Linked DNA regions of Mus musculus: region 1 is linked to region 2. A link is a contact called in public HiChIP or PLAC-seq data. All regions are on one chromosome and are shown on one strand. Each heading gives the region's core, a stretch centred on a gene start, on an enhancer-like site or on the middle of the called end of the contact. The rest is flanking DNA. Distances are from core to core; before and after follow the strand shown. Region 1 holds the start of Tchp (trichoplein, keratin filament binding). Region 2 has its middle 11 kb from the start of Gm34722.

Region 1 (7,044 bases), core at 2,259-4,758, 240 kb after region 2:
CCTCCCCATCCTGTCTCCTTCCAAGCCAAGACAGACCCAGGTGCAAGCCACCCTCTCCCCACCTCGCTTTCTTGCTAGCCTTCCCCTGTTAGTCCCTCACTGGCCTAAATACTAAACATTAAAATATGGAACATAAATATTTTATGCTGCTAGACCTCCTTATAAAGTCAATCTGCTTTGTATTTGCAGATGTGTGTGTGTGTGCACACATGTGTGCAGGTGCATGCTTCCACGGGCATGCATGTGTGTGTGTGCACATGTGAGTGCAGGCCACAGCATGTGTGTGGAAAGCAGAGGACATCTCTCAGGAGTTGGTTCTGAAGTTTCCATCTTGTTTGAGGCAGGGTCTCTCTGGCTTCACCGGCCAAAGCATAGACGTTGTCTTATCTGGTCTATGAGCTACCTCTACCTTCAATCTTACCACAGAAGAGTTGAGATTACAGACCAGTGATACCACATCTGATTTCCTTCCTTCTTCCTTTCCTTCTGTACTGGCTAGTTTTGTGTACAACTTGACACGGGCTGGAGTTATCACAGAGAAAGGAGCTTCAGTTGAGGAAATGCCTCCATGAGATCCAGCTGCAAGGCATTTTCTCAATTAGTGATCAAGTGGGAAAAGGCCCCTTGTGGGTGGTGCCATCTCTGGGCTGGTAGTCTTGGCTTCTATAAGAAAGCAGGCTGAAGGCTGGGCGTGGTGGCACATGCCTTTAATCCCAGCACTCGGGAGGCAGGGGCAGGTGATTTCTGAGTTTGAGGCCAGCCTGGTCTACAAAGTGAGTTCCAGGACAGCCAGGGCTACACAGAGAAACCCTGTCTCGAAAAACCAAAAAAAAAAAAAAAAAAAAAAAAAAAAAAAAAAAAAAAAAAGCAGGCTGAGCAAGCCAGGGGAAGCAAGCCAGTAAGTAACATCCCTCCATGGCCTCTGCATCAGCACCTGATTTCTGCCCTGCTTGAATCCCAGTCCTGACTTCCTTAGTGATGAACAGCAATGTGGAAATGTAAGCTGAATAAACCCTTTCCTCCCCAACTTGCTTCTTGGTCATGATGTTTGTGCAGGAATAGAAACCCTGACTAAGACACCTTCCTTCCTTCCTTTCTTATTTCCTTCCTTTCTTCATATTCCAGGGATCTGAACTCAAGTTATTAGACATCTCCCAGAGCCTGGGTTTTGTTTTTTTGGGTTTTTTTTTTTTTTTTGAGACTTATTTTATAGCCCAGGCTAGCCTGAAACCCATAAGCCAGCCATATCCAGCTTTGGCACTGCGGCCGCAGCAGGGAAGGGGAATCAGGATAGGGAGGGCCTGGGCTCTGGCCCCACATCCATGGATCTTGGTTCAAATTCCAGCCTTCACGCCTCAGCTGTGGTTCCTGGGGCAAGGGAGAATACCTTTGTCTGAGGCTCGGTTGAGACTCAAATTGGGATAATCAAATCTCTCTCCCAATTTCTGGATGGAACAGACACTTTACACATAGGCTAACCAGCTATAGGTGGCAGCTTGTGAGCCAACAGTAGCTGCGGTGCCAGTGGAACTGTTAGCCAGTGTGAGGTCCAGGGACAAGCTGTGTGTGAGGCATAAGCCCTCGGGCCCAGAACTTGGGAGGCAGAGGCAGGAGGCCAGTATCAACTACACAGTGCCCTCTAGCTTGGGTTGGACAGCAAGACCCTCTTTCAAAGGAGGAGAGGGAAATGCAGGAGGAGGAAGAGGAAGAGGAGGAGGAAATGCAGGAGGAGGAAGAGGAAGAAGAAGAGGAGGAGGAGGAGGAGGAGGAGGAAAAGGAGGAGGAGGAAGAGGAGGAAGAGGAGAGGAAATGCAGGAGGAAGTCCCTGAAGTCATACCACTCTTAGGAGCAGGTGGGTTTCTATGGCAACTCTACTGTAGAAGAAACTGAGGCCCAGAAGGAAGCAGGCTTGCCCAAAACAAATCAGAAATGAACCCCAGGTTTCTCCGGATCTAACTCACATATGCCTGAGGTTCTCAGTACAGCTCAAGGAGTTGTCAACAGATGTGTGTACTGGGCTCCTTCAATGGCCTGATGGCTCTTTCTGGCTTAATCATGCCAGATGGGGGTGCCACCTCCTCCCCCATTGGAGACGGAGCCTGGGAAAGGGTAGCCCTAGGGTCAGAGAGTGACCAGCCCAGGTTGGCCATCTCTGGCATGCTGCAGGTTTGAACCTGGTTATTGGCTGTGGAGAGCCAACAACACTGTACAGCCAGCTCCAGGTGAAACAGAAACATCAGGCAGGCACCACGAGGAACAACAGAATGGAGGAGTGAGAGAGCAGAAAAACTTGGGAAGCAGAGGCAGAAGGAAGTGGGTGGGAAAATAGAAGAAAAAAGAATGATCGAAGCTGGGCAGTGGTGGCGCATGCCTTTAATCCCAGCACTTGGGAGGCAGAGGCAGGCGGATTTCTGAGTTTGAGGCCAGCCTGGTCTACAGAGTGAGTTCCAGGACAGCCAGGGATACACAGAGATACCCTGCCTCAAAAGGAACAAAACAAAACAAAACAAAAAGGAATGATCGAATATTTATCTATATCTTTACATTCTCGTGGAGGGCACTATTTTAGTATTATTTAGTAAAGTAAAATACTATTTTAATATTGTACATTATTTTAGGGCTTGAACTCAGAGCTTTGAGCATGCTACATATGCCCAATCCCTTTTTATGTCTTTCTCTTTTTACTGGTATTAGGTAGTTAATGCATGGACGTAAGCAACCATGCGAGTTACAGTTATTAAAACCTTTGTACCCAAGCCGGGCATGGTGGCACACACCTTTAATCCCAGCACTCAGGAGGCAGAGGCAGGTAGATTTCTGAGTTTGAGGCCAGCCTGGTCTACAAAGTGAGTTCCAGGACAGCCAGGGCTATACAGAGAAACCCTGTCTCGAAAAACCAAACCAAACCAAACAAAAAAACAAAAAACTTTGTACCCACTACCAATTTTTTTTAAAGATTTATTTATTTATTATATGTAAGTGTAGCTGTCTTCAGACACTCCAGAAGATGGAGTCAGATCTCATTACTGATGGTTGTGAGCCACCATGTGGTTGCTGGGATTTGAACTCCAGACCTTCACAAAGCCACCGTCAGAAGAGCAGTCGGGTGCTCTTACCTACTGAGCCATCTCACCAGCCCCTCACCACCAATCTTAAGGCTACAGTAGTGTACCAATGACGGAGGTCATTACAGAGGCCAGCGGTTCTCGGGTTCTCGGCCTCCGTTGCCTACGGGACACACCCGCGGATCTTTGCAAATCATTTATTTCCTCACTCTGGCCAGGGGATGATTCTCATTAAACCTACCCTCACTCCTCCACCTTCCTCCGGTAACCCCACCCCCACCCCCCCACCCCCACCCATCATCCTGACTGGGTCACTAAGGTTTCTTTTCCTTACCCTACATCAAGGACTAACAAGTACTGTCGATTTACCTCCCACCGCCAGGTGGCGCCAGAGAAAAAAACCACCCACCATTCCTTTTTCCTGGAGAGCGGCGGGTGTCGCGCGGGAGGAAGTTTGTCCATCGCCGTGCTCCGTTGTCCCGCGGGCTGCCCGGCAACCGGCGAGGAAACGGCTGGCGTCTGTGCAGTGGGCGCCTGGGGACCCTCGGAGCGAGCGGGCGCGTGATCGAGCTAAGGCCGGCGACCCTTCTCCGCGAACTTCGGACACGGAGTGCATGAGTCAGAGGTTAGGCTGGGCCGAGGGGCGGGGACGTGGCATCCTTGTAGCCGCGGGACCTGTAAAAAGTTGTATGCCTAGCGCTTGGCACATACCCGTCATCTTCACATCATTGTCGCAGGTTATTTCTGCTTGCTTTTTGAGACAGGGGGCTTTCTGGTTTGCTCAGGTTGGCTTTGAACTCCTGGACTCAAGTGATCTCTTCACGCCTCGGCTTCCAAAGTACGCGGGACCGCTGGGGCATGCCCCTGGGACCTGCTTGTCACTGTAGTTTTTATGCAGAATGTAAAAAACCTCTATTTCCTATCCCAGGCATGTCAGGACATTTTCTATGTCTGCAATCTCCCTGATAATGGCTGGCCACTACTGGACACAGTGCACGTTTATTTAAATTGATAATTTGCAGCCTTGGTGGCAAATCTTTTAAAACTTTCTGGCATGGGCCTCCTTCACAAAATTTGATCATTCGGTTGTCCTAGGGTGGGAACGTGGGCCTTAAAGCTGTGAGAAAGGTGCAGCCAAGGGGCGAGTGACATCAATAGAGAGAGGAGGCATCCGAGTGGGAGTGGGGCTTTAAAACTGTGAGAAAGGTGCAGCCAAGGGGCGAGTGACATCAATAGAGAGAGGAGGCATCCGAGTGGGAGGGGGGCGGTCCCTGGCTTTACAACTGGCTTACTTTCTGCCCACTGCTGTTTCCTTCAGATGGCTCTCCCCACGTTGCCCTCTTATTGGTCCAGCCGGAAACACATGGATCTTCGCCAGCGCCAGCATCAGCAGGAGGACCAGTTTCGCCAGCAGTGGGAACAGAACAGTCGCTATTTCAGGACCTGGGACATCCACAACTCGAAACAGATCGAATGGAGCTCCAAGATCTCCTACCAGCGGAGGCAAGTGTCTGTGTGTTGTCCTGCCCACTGGTTCCTACCACGGTTCGGGGAATGTAGCCTAGGGGCTTAGGGACTGTGGCTTGAATTATCTCCTGATGATGCTGGAAACTGTGCTGTGCTGGGGAGAAGTACTGTACATTTTGTTTTTTGTTTTTTGTTTTTGTTTTTGTTTGTTTTTTTGATTTTTCGAGACAGGGTTTCTCTGTGTAGCCCTGGCTGTCCTGGAACTCACTCTGTAGACCAGGCTGGCCTCGAACTCAGAAATCCACCTGGCTCTGCCTCCCAAGTGCTGGGATTAAAGGCGTACGCCACCATGCCCGGCAGTACTGTACATTTTAAAAGATAAACCAGAAGGCAGCGCTAGTGTCTTCTCGGTAGGTGTTTAGCCCCCCCCCCCAAGAATTACATAGAAATGTACATCAAACTGTGACCTGGTGTGACTGATGTCCAGGGAACTCCTTAACCTAGCATGCACGCCTACCATTGTGAGAAGATGAAGGAGGAGAAGAGGAAGATTCTGGAGCTCCGGCGGGAGAGGCTCAGAGAGCTTCTCCTGGAGGAACAGGACTTGCTGGCTGCGGAGCTGGATGAGCTCAGGCTGAGCATGGGCCTGCGGGAGCAAAGGCTCCGCGAGCAGCACCAGGACCTGAAGTCAGCCCGAGAAGAACAGAGGAAGCTGGTAACTACCCTAGTCCGGAAGCAGGTTGCAGGGCGGTAGCATCCCCGCCGGAACGGACGAGTGCGCCTACGGGGTTGTTCTCGGGTGCCTGTTCCGACGAGATGGTCAGGTGACTAGAGCCCATGGGGAAAACCGCCTCCAACCCCCCACCCCCACCCCCCAGAGAGGAAAGGCTTATTTTTAGCTCGTGGTTTCTGAGGGTCTCCAGCGATTGTAATGAGGAAGGCATGGAGCCTGTGACCAATGGAGCTCAAGTTGCGCTGGCTCAGGAAACAGGATGTTAGGAAGAGGGTTCAGAGACCCACCACAGTGGACTGTTGCCGCCAGCTAGTACCTCATCCCCTTAAACGCCCCCTGCCTCCCCTGAACAGTGCTGGAAGCTAGGGAGCAGTTGTTTTCAATGTTGCTTTTGCTGTTTTGAAACGGTCTCACTGTGTAGTCCTGGTTTGCCTGGAACTTTGTTTATAGACTAGCCTGGCCTCAGAGTCCCAGAGATCTGCCTGCCTCTGCCTCCCACGTGCTGGGATTAAAGGTGGATCACCGGCCTGGACCAGAGCAAGCCTTTGAAATGTGAGCCGTGTTGAGTTGAGATTCAGCACGTAACAATGATCTGAACCTCATTTGGTAACCTGTTAGTGCCAGCTGGGGTGTATAACCACGTTTTGTTGGCCCTTTGAGGATGTAGTCCAGGTTGGCCAGCAGTGGCTGTCCCACAGCAGACAGACCAGAAATCCCGCAGTTGTTGAGCCCATGAGGCTCAGATATCTCTGCGCTTCCTGCCTGGTGCTGGAGTCTGGGAGGGTTTCTGCAGAACATCTGGCTTTCAGTCTGTGTTAGGACCCTGAAGAAGTTGGAGGTCATTGTAACCTCACGCTTTCCCACCTGGCCTCTTTGTTCCCTGAAATAACAATTCTGAGATTTTTTTTATCTATGAATAAACGCCTACGCCAATAGCTTTGGCTTGTTCCCACGAGCTTATAACTCAGTCATCCTGTTTAAACTAGCCTAAGCCGTGCCACGCTGTTAGTTACCTCTGCTCAGGTTCATGTGTCTGTCTCTGCCGGCGTTGGGGTGAATCTCCTGCATCTGACTATTTCCCAGAATCCTCTTTCTCCCCCCCCCCTCCCCATGCCTCACCTTCTAATCCTGCCTCAGCTCATTGGCCAGAGGCTTTTTTGAGACCTGATGCTTCCACACAGTACACTGCAGAAGAGTCTCTCTGCAGGTAACACTGGCCACGGTCATAGGAGAGATGAGCTTGCCAGCACGAGTAAGGGGAAGCAGACAGGAAGCCAGCATCCACTCTTATGTACCTTTATAGGGAGTGTTTGGTATGCGGCTTATAAGTCACTGTGTGGGATTCACCTTCACTTTTTTCAGTTCTCTGGTCCCACCAATACCTGGGAACGCTATATTTTATGTTTTGGGTGGCTATGGTAACTAGTTGCAGTCTGTGTGTTTTAGCTTAGTATGTATTTGGAAACTTCTGCCCCTAGAAGGGACCCAGCCATAGCATCAGATCTTAGCTGACTCTTGGTCCACTGAGACAGGCATTTGTCCATGCCCTTCCGATTGGCTCTGATGCCCCATCTCCAGAGCTGGTGTGCAAAGGCAGCAGGATTTAACGGCAGACGGGGGTGTCATCACTGAAGAGAGAAGCTGACTTCTGTTGTATCTTGTCTAAGTGTGGATGAATGTGAATAGTGACCTCACGTCTCCTGTGTTTTCTTGATAGATTGCTGAACGACTTTTATATGAACACTGGAAGAAGAACAACCCCAAACTTCGAGAGGTGAG
Region 2 (6,743 bases), core at 470-2,969:
TGCTACTGTTCCTACAGCGGGGAACTGAGGCTCAGAGAGGTCACCTGAGAGCTCTCAGGTCTGCAGATCCAGGCTTCAAACCTGGCGACAGAGGAGGCCGAAGCCAGGGAGACTTCACCCTTCATTCTCTGATTTGGAGAGGAAGTCTGGGTTCAAGGAAGAGAGGCAGAAAGAGCTGCCTTTCTGCTCTTCTAGGTGGCTGGCAGCAGGGCAGGCCTGGCTGTGTTGAGCTGGACACTGCGCCCCAACCACAGTGCCTGCGCACCAGATCGCCCGGGCTCTGGGAGTTAGAGGACTTGACCTTGGAGGAAGCGGCTTCCTGGGCCTGTGCACCTGCCATCTGTTGCCAAGACAACACATCTGTTCCACGCCCCCTGTGACCCCACAGGGTGGGGGTGGGGTGCTTCAGCACATGGGCTGGCCTGTCCTTGGCAGCCCTCACACCTGGCCCTCTAGGTTGGGGTCGCCAGCCACCTGCCTTGTCAAAGAGGAGAGTCCACCAAGACTCTCCAACAGAGCCACAAGGATCCACACTGTAGATGGAGACACTGAGGCACAGAGCTGGGAAGTGCCCCGCCCCTGCCGCCCCCCCTCCGCCCCCGCCCTAGACACAGTATGTTTGCAATAAGCTGGGATGTGAGCCCAGGCTTCCTAAAGGACTGCAGACACTGGATAGAGCCCTGGCAGACCTAAGGGCTGGAGAAAAGGGCAGAGGCTAACATAGCCCTGCTTGACCGCTGAGATAATAACCTCTGCTCGGCTAGGCCTTTGTCCCTGCATAGTGACCCTCTGAGCTCTCCAGAGCCAACCCCAAGGTCTGAGGGCTCCCCAGATGCCGGAGCCACATGGCTTTTTGGGTCTGACGTATCTGAGACAGACACTAAGTTCAGGACTTCCCACCTGTCTCACAAAGAGCTCTTCAGAGAGCGATGTTCAGAGAGCTGCTTTCTGTGCCGCCCCATGGCACAAGAGAGTGGCGTGCCTTCCATGGGCGCTGGTCTCCTTACTGTTTCTGAGGCTGTGGTGTCCAGTCCTGTGGCCTGGCCTTGGTTTTCATAGCTTCTGGCACCCCTGAGAAGTCCCTGCTCTTATGCCTCACCCTTACCAACCTCCAGCCCAGCTGGGGCAGGGTTGTAACGGGCACTGCCTGGGCCTAGCCCCAGCCAGCTGCTGCCCTGGAGGAGGGGTAGAGCTGTTCAAGCCTTTCTGTTAGGTCAGGTGCAGATATGGAACTCGGGCCCTCAGCTCTGGCCCCAGCCCTCTATTTAGTTTATCTGTCTGTCTGTCTGTCTATCTATCTATCTATCTATCTATCTATCTATCTATCTATCTATCTATGTCTCATATATATTATACAGGGTTCCATATAGCCCAGGCTGACCTCCAGTTCACCACATAGCTGCGGATGACCTTGAACTTCCCATCTTTCTGCCTCCATCCTCCAAATGCTGCGATTACAGACATCCACCACCATTCCTGTCACATCTGGTTTGAAAATGAGATTCCAAAAAACTGGCTGTTATGGTACATTTCCGTTTTTAAAATACTAAGAAAGAATGAAAAACCAATTTAAGAAAAGATAAAAAAATTTTTTTAAAGACCAGGCCAAAGCTCTCTGTGAGCTGAAAGGTCCCCAGGGTGAGTCCTCCTTGGGAGAGGAGCCCTAGGGAGGACTCTGGGGGCCTGGGGTGGGAGGACTGCCCTGTGGAATCTGATTACCCAGGCGCGGTGAAATGGCAGGCCAGCAGGGCGCCAGCGGTTGGAACCGAGCTTGCTCTGTCCCCGGGAGGCACAGATTTTTTTTTTTTTTTTTTTTATCATTGTCAGTATTGGCTTCTTTCTGCTCTGATGAATAGATTGTAAAGAGGCAGTGACATTATTTGAGATAACAGACGAAGCAGAGAAAGGGTCAGCGCGCGCGAGAGAGAGAGAGAGAGAAAAAAAAACGGCAGAGCCAGCAGAGAAAGGGGCGGGGCATCCTGGCTTGGGCCCCCCCCCCACCGACCCCATCGACACCCCACCCCGCCCCCAGCCTGGCTCCCTGCCTGGGGGAGGTGGGGGGGGGAGGCTGGAATGAGGCCTCACTGGCCACGGAGCCCCAGCCAGCTGCGCCAGGCCACTGCACGCTCCCGTCCCTCCTCCCAGGCCCCGCCCCCCATTCTGCCTTTTCAATTCCATTCAATTAGGCCTCCCCGCTCGGAAGCTTGTCTCCTCTGATATCCAGCTTAACTGACAGGGGATTAGAGCTGTTTGTATTACACACAGAGCCACTGCCGCCAGGGCCCAGGGACCTGGTTATTTATGGAGCAGCTAGGGTACTGTCCCCCTGGGACCTGCTTTCTCTCAAGGAGCGCTGAGGGGCCCTGTTTTCCACCGCCCTCCTTCCCCATCTTGCAGCCCGGACAGTGGACAAGAAAAAAAAAGGCTCAGATGGACTCGGGCTCAAAGCTCAGCTCTCCCATGAGCTGGCTGAGAGACACTGGGCAAACTGTGCCTTCTGAGTCTCCAACCATTCTTCATCTTTATTTTGGTTCTTTTTTGAGGGGGCTACCACCTTGTGGACCCTACCCGGGACTTTTGTAACTATCCAGACATGTAGGCCTTCTATGCATCCCAGGTTGGCCTTGAATTCGTAGCAAACCCCCTGCCTCAGCTCCCAAGTGCCTGGCTGAACATGATTCTTCATCTTAGACATGGAGTTAGATGGTGAACCAGCTTACGGGGTGGCTGTGTATAGCAGGGTGTGTGGGGGTGTTTGGTCCGGTGCCTGAGCCATCATTCACTTTACCTGCTCCATGACCCCCTTGGGCCAGGCTGTCACAGTGGAGGTAGTGCAGTGTGATGGTTTGTATATTCTTGGACCAGGGAGTGGCACCATTTGGAGGTGTGGCCTTGTTGGAATAGGTGTGACCTGGTTGGAGTAGGTGTGTCACTGTGGGTGTGGGCAGAAGATCCTCACCCTAGTTGCCTGGAAGTCAGTCTTCCACTAGCAGCCTTTGGATGAAGACGTAGAACTCTCAGCTCTGCCTGTGCCATGCCTGCCTGGATACTGCCATGCTCTCACCTTGATGATAATGGACTTAACCTCTGAGCCTGTAAGCCAGCCCCAATTAAATGTTGTTTTTTATAAGACTTGCCTTGGCTATGGTGTCTGTTCACAGCAGTAAAACCCAAAGACATGCAGGAAAGACCCTTGATGAAGTAATTGCGGGCCTCTGCCCCTACCCCTGGTTTGCCTACAAGAAAGATTCATCCCAGAACAGGAGATGACAATGAGGACTCTCTTGGCTGCTGCGTGAATCACATAGGGTGTGTAGAAAGATGGAGCAGGGTTGAAATAGCCCCCCACCCCGTCCCCTGGGTCCTGTTCGCCTGGCTAGCCCAGGGCTCAGAGCCTTTCTATCGGTCCTCCTGCCTTCCCAGCAGTCCTTCCCTTCCCAGAGGTCCTCCCCATGGCTCTCCTCCTCTCGGTCCTGCCATTCTTTGTGGGGATACATCAGTCCCACTGTCTCAGCAGCCAAGGGCAGGCAGCTAACACCTTGTTCACTTCTGTCCCACCCACAAGTCAGGTGTGTGGCCTGTGATAATTGCTTGAGGTTCCGGAATGAACATGGAGATAATGAAGGGAAGAAAGAAGGGAGGGAGGGGGAGTCAGGAAGTGGTTTCCCTCGCCCGAGGTGGCCACCCTGTTGGCTCTGGAACCCCACTGCCCTGAGCCTGCACCTAGACCCCCCAAAGCAGCTTCTAGCTGTTGGAATGGGTGAGCTTAGGGTGGTCTGAAGGGCAGTGTTCTCTCATACGCCCTGTGGCTTCCTCTCCCCCAGCATCCTTGGGACTGAAAGAGCTCCAAGGGCACCAGGCCAGCGAAGGCCCTTCTGGGGTAAATCCTGGGGTATTCATTGCACCCTGTTCTGCATGGCACCCACCAGTCAGAGCTCAGCCGAGGGCTGGCCCTGGGAAAGTACAGGTCTGGATAGTTACAAAGTCCCATGTAGGGTCCACAAGGTGATACAGTGGGTAAAGGAGTTTGCGGTGAAGCCTGGGAACCTGAGTTCAATCTCAGAACCTGCATGGAAAGAGAACCAACTCCTAAAAAGTGTCTGTTAACCTATACACACACACACACACACACACACACACACACACACATAGTGGTATGCACAGAACTACTCCCACATTATACAGACACATCTACCGTTCATATATTCATATATACTGAATAATAAATGCAATCTTTTTTAATCTAGTGCAATAAAAGCCACCTGTTGGGTATGGTGACACACACTTGGAATCCTAGCACTGGGGAGGCTGAGGCAGGGGGATCATAGACTCTAGCCCATCCTGGGTTGGATGTCTGGGACCAGACTCCAGCAGGGCTGGAGTCAGGACCAGGCTCAGGTCTCAGGTGAGACAGCTGCTCATATGTTGGACACTGCTATGTGTCTGCTTCATGCACGTTGTCTCCTGACACTTGGACAAGTCAGAACTGTTCCTCAAGCTGCAGAAGAGAGAATTTGACCCTCGGAGGGGTGAGGTGGCCCAGCCTGCCAGACGCAGAGCAGGATGGAAGCGGTCTCTAACCTGTGGTTTCTACCTCAGCAGCAGTTCCTGGATCGCTTCACATCAGGGCTTCATATCGGCCTGACAGAAGGTATTGAGCCCTTAAGACCCCCTGGATGTGGCACTGCGCTGGCTAATTTTACATCAATTTGACACAAGCTAGAGATATCTGATAAGAGAGAACACCAATTGAGAAAATGCCTCCATAAGATCAGGTTGTAAGCAAGCCTGTTAGTGATTGATGGGTCAGCCCCTGCCCACTGTGGGTGGGGTCAGCCCATTGTGGGTGGGGCCAGCCCAGGGCAGGTGGTCCTGGGTTCTATAAGAAAGCAAGCTGAGCAAGCCATGGAGAGCAAGCTAGTAAGCATCACCCCTCCATGGCCTCTGCATCAGCTCCCTCCTCCAGGTTCCTGTCCTGTTTGACTTCCTGGTTTGACTTCCTTCAATAATGGACTACAGTGTGGAAGTGTAAGCCAAATAAACTTTGTCCCTCCCAAGTCGTTTTGGTCATGGTGTTTGTCATAGCAATAGTAGCCCTGACAAAGGTAAATTGATGACAGACCTGACCTTGTTTTGGGGGGAGATTGTGTAAGAACTTTGGGATTTGGGGTTAGAAAAGCCGTTGAGTGTTGAGAGCTCGGTGAGCTGCTCTGGGGGAGCCTGGAAGATGAGCAGTGCAGACAATGCAGGCCTGGCCTGTGAGGTTTCAGAGGGAAGCAAAGGCTATTGAGGCCCATTTGCTATTTTGAACTGAGAATTTGTGGTTCTGGTCAGCTGGGGCTGAAGAATTAGCTGCGATTAACAAGAGACCAGCACCAATAAAGTATAACCTTCGAGTTGCTGGGACACTCGATGCTGGTCAACTGGAGCTAAGAAACTAGCTGTGATCAACAAGAGACCAGCATCACTGGGGTGAAATATTCTGAAAAGTTTCTTGAAGGTCAGCATACAAAAGCTGTATTCCAGAGATGGACAGGGCTGTACCTTACACTGGCCTTGGTACTGTAAGAGTCACCAGGTGGTCCTGGTTTTGAAGGCATGCCGGGATCAAAGAGAGCCGCTGAGGCTTGGCCCTGAGTGGCAGGGCTGGGGTCCTAGAAGAGAGCCCAGGAGAGGCTGTTGGTGAAGGTGCAGCCCAGTTGCAGGAAAGACCTCAGCATTTTGGAGATGCCAATACCATTGGGATGACCACCAAGAACTGTAGTCATAACGGAGTGGAGCCAGCCAGAGGCGACAAGAGAGGCTGTCTGTGCTGCAGAGGGCAGAGCTGGAGAAGTGACCCGAGTCCTTTGGAGGAGCCCAGAGGTGGTGAATGAATCCCAGATATCGGGCATTGAGGTATTTACACTATTGGAGTTCGGTTTTGCTTTGTTTAGATTGTCACTGTGTCGTGCTTCTTCTCTCTTGAAGGAAGAAAGTATTTAGCATTTTCTTTTTTTCTTTTTTTTCTTTTTCTTTTTTTTTTTTTTTTTTTTTGGTTTTTTGAAACAGGGTTTCTCTGTTCTCTGTGTAGCCCTTGGCTGTCCTGGAACTTGCTCTGTAGACCAGGCTGGCCTCGAACTCAGAAATCCACCTGCCTCTGCCTCCCAAGTGCTGGGATTAAAGGCATGTGCCACCATGCCCGGCTCTTTTCATTTTTATAGGAGCCCTGTAAAATCCAGTTGAGAAACTTTGGACTTTTTCCACACACTTTTAAAGTGTTGGAATTGGTAAGGCTGGAGGACTTTTAAAATTGATATTCATGTGTGATCTTGGGGAAGAACAGGAAAGGCAAGGTTATGGTTTAACAGCGATGTGTTTGTCTGACAAGGGACCAGTTGTGCTGCTGGCTGGCTCCTTGTTAACTTGACACAAGTTAGACTTATCCGGAAAGAGGGAAGCTCAATTCAGAAAATGGCTCCATAAAGCTAGACTGTAGGACAGCTAATGAATTGGTGATTGATGGAGTGGTGCCATCCCCTTGTGGGCGGGGCCATCCCTGGGCTGGTGGTCCTGGGTTCTATAAGGAAGCAGGCTCAGCAAGCCAAGGGGAGCAAGCCAGTAAGCAGCACCCCTCCATGGCCTCTACATCAGGTCCTGCCTCCAGGCTCCCACCCTGCTTAATTTAAGTCCCTGTTCTGACTTCCTTCAGTGATGAACAGTGATGTAGATGTGTAAGCTGAATTAACCCTTTCCTCCCCAGG

What was found. HiChIP or PLAC-seq counts read pairs in DNA pulled down with a chosen protein or histone mark.
Region 1: an H3K4me3 HiChIP or PLAC-seq map of forebrain shows a contact between it and region 2, with 2.5 times the contacts expected there. The contact joins the promoter of Tchp here to the enhancer-like site in region 2. A contact is called at or near these places in 4 of 115 datasets of contacts at active chromatin or transcription factors (embryonic limb bud, embryonic stem cells, forebrain and 1 more) and 2 of 9 other capture datasets (adipose tissue and pancreatic islet).

What each region holds. Positions count from the first base shown.
Region 1 is chr5:114,704,271-114,711,314 of GRCm38.p6, forward strand. Tchp (trichoplein, keratin filament binding) reads left to right here and starts at 3,509. Exons shown (of 13, transcript NM_029992.2): 1 at 3,509-3,690; 2 at 4,384-4,568; 3 at 5,037-5,247; 4 at 6,983-7,039. The coding sequence starts at 4,384. It overlaps Gm34931 (a long non-coding RNA gene), which reads right to left and starts at 3,549. Exons shown (of 3, transcript XR_387595.3): 1 at 3,475-3,549.
Region 2 is chr5:114,465,477-114,472,219 of GRCm38.p6, forward strand. No RefSeq gene overlaps it. Among named protein-coding and RNA genes, the nearest start is that of Gm34722, 11 kb to the right of the region's middle. Within about 2 kb of position 1,720, at least 122 of the 459 cell types and tissues checked have an H3K27ac peak or open chromatin away from gene starts, as enhancers often do. A contact at or near this core is called in adipose tissue, embryonic limb bud, forebrain and 1 more, where this site is marked.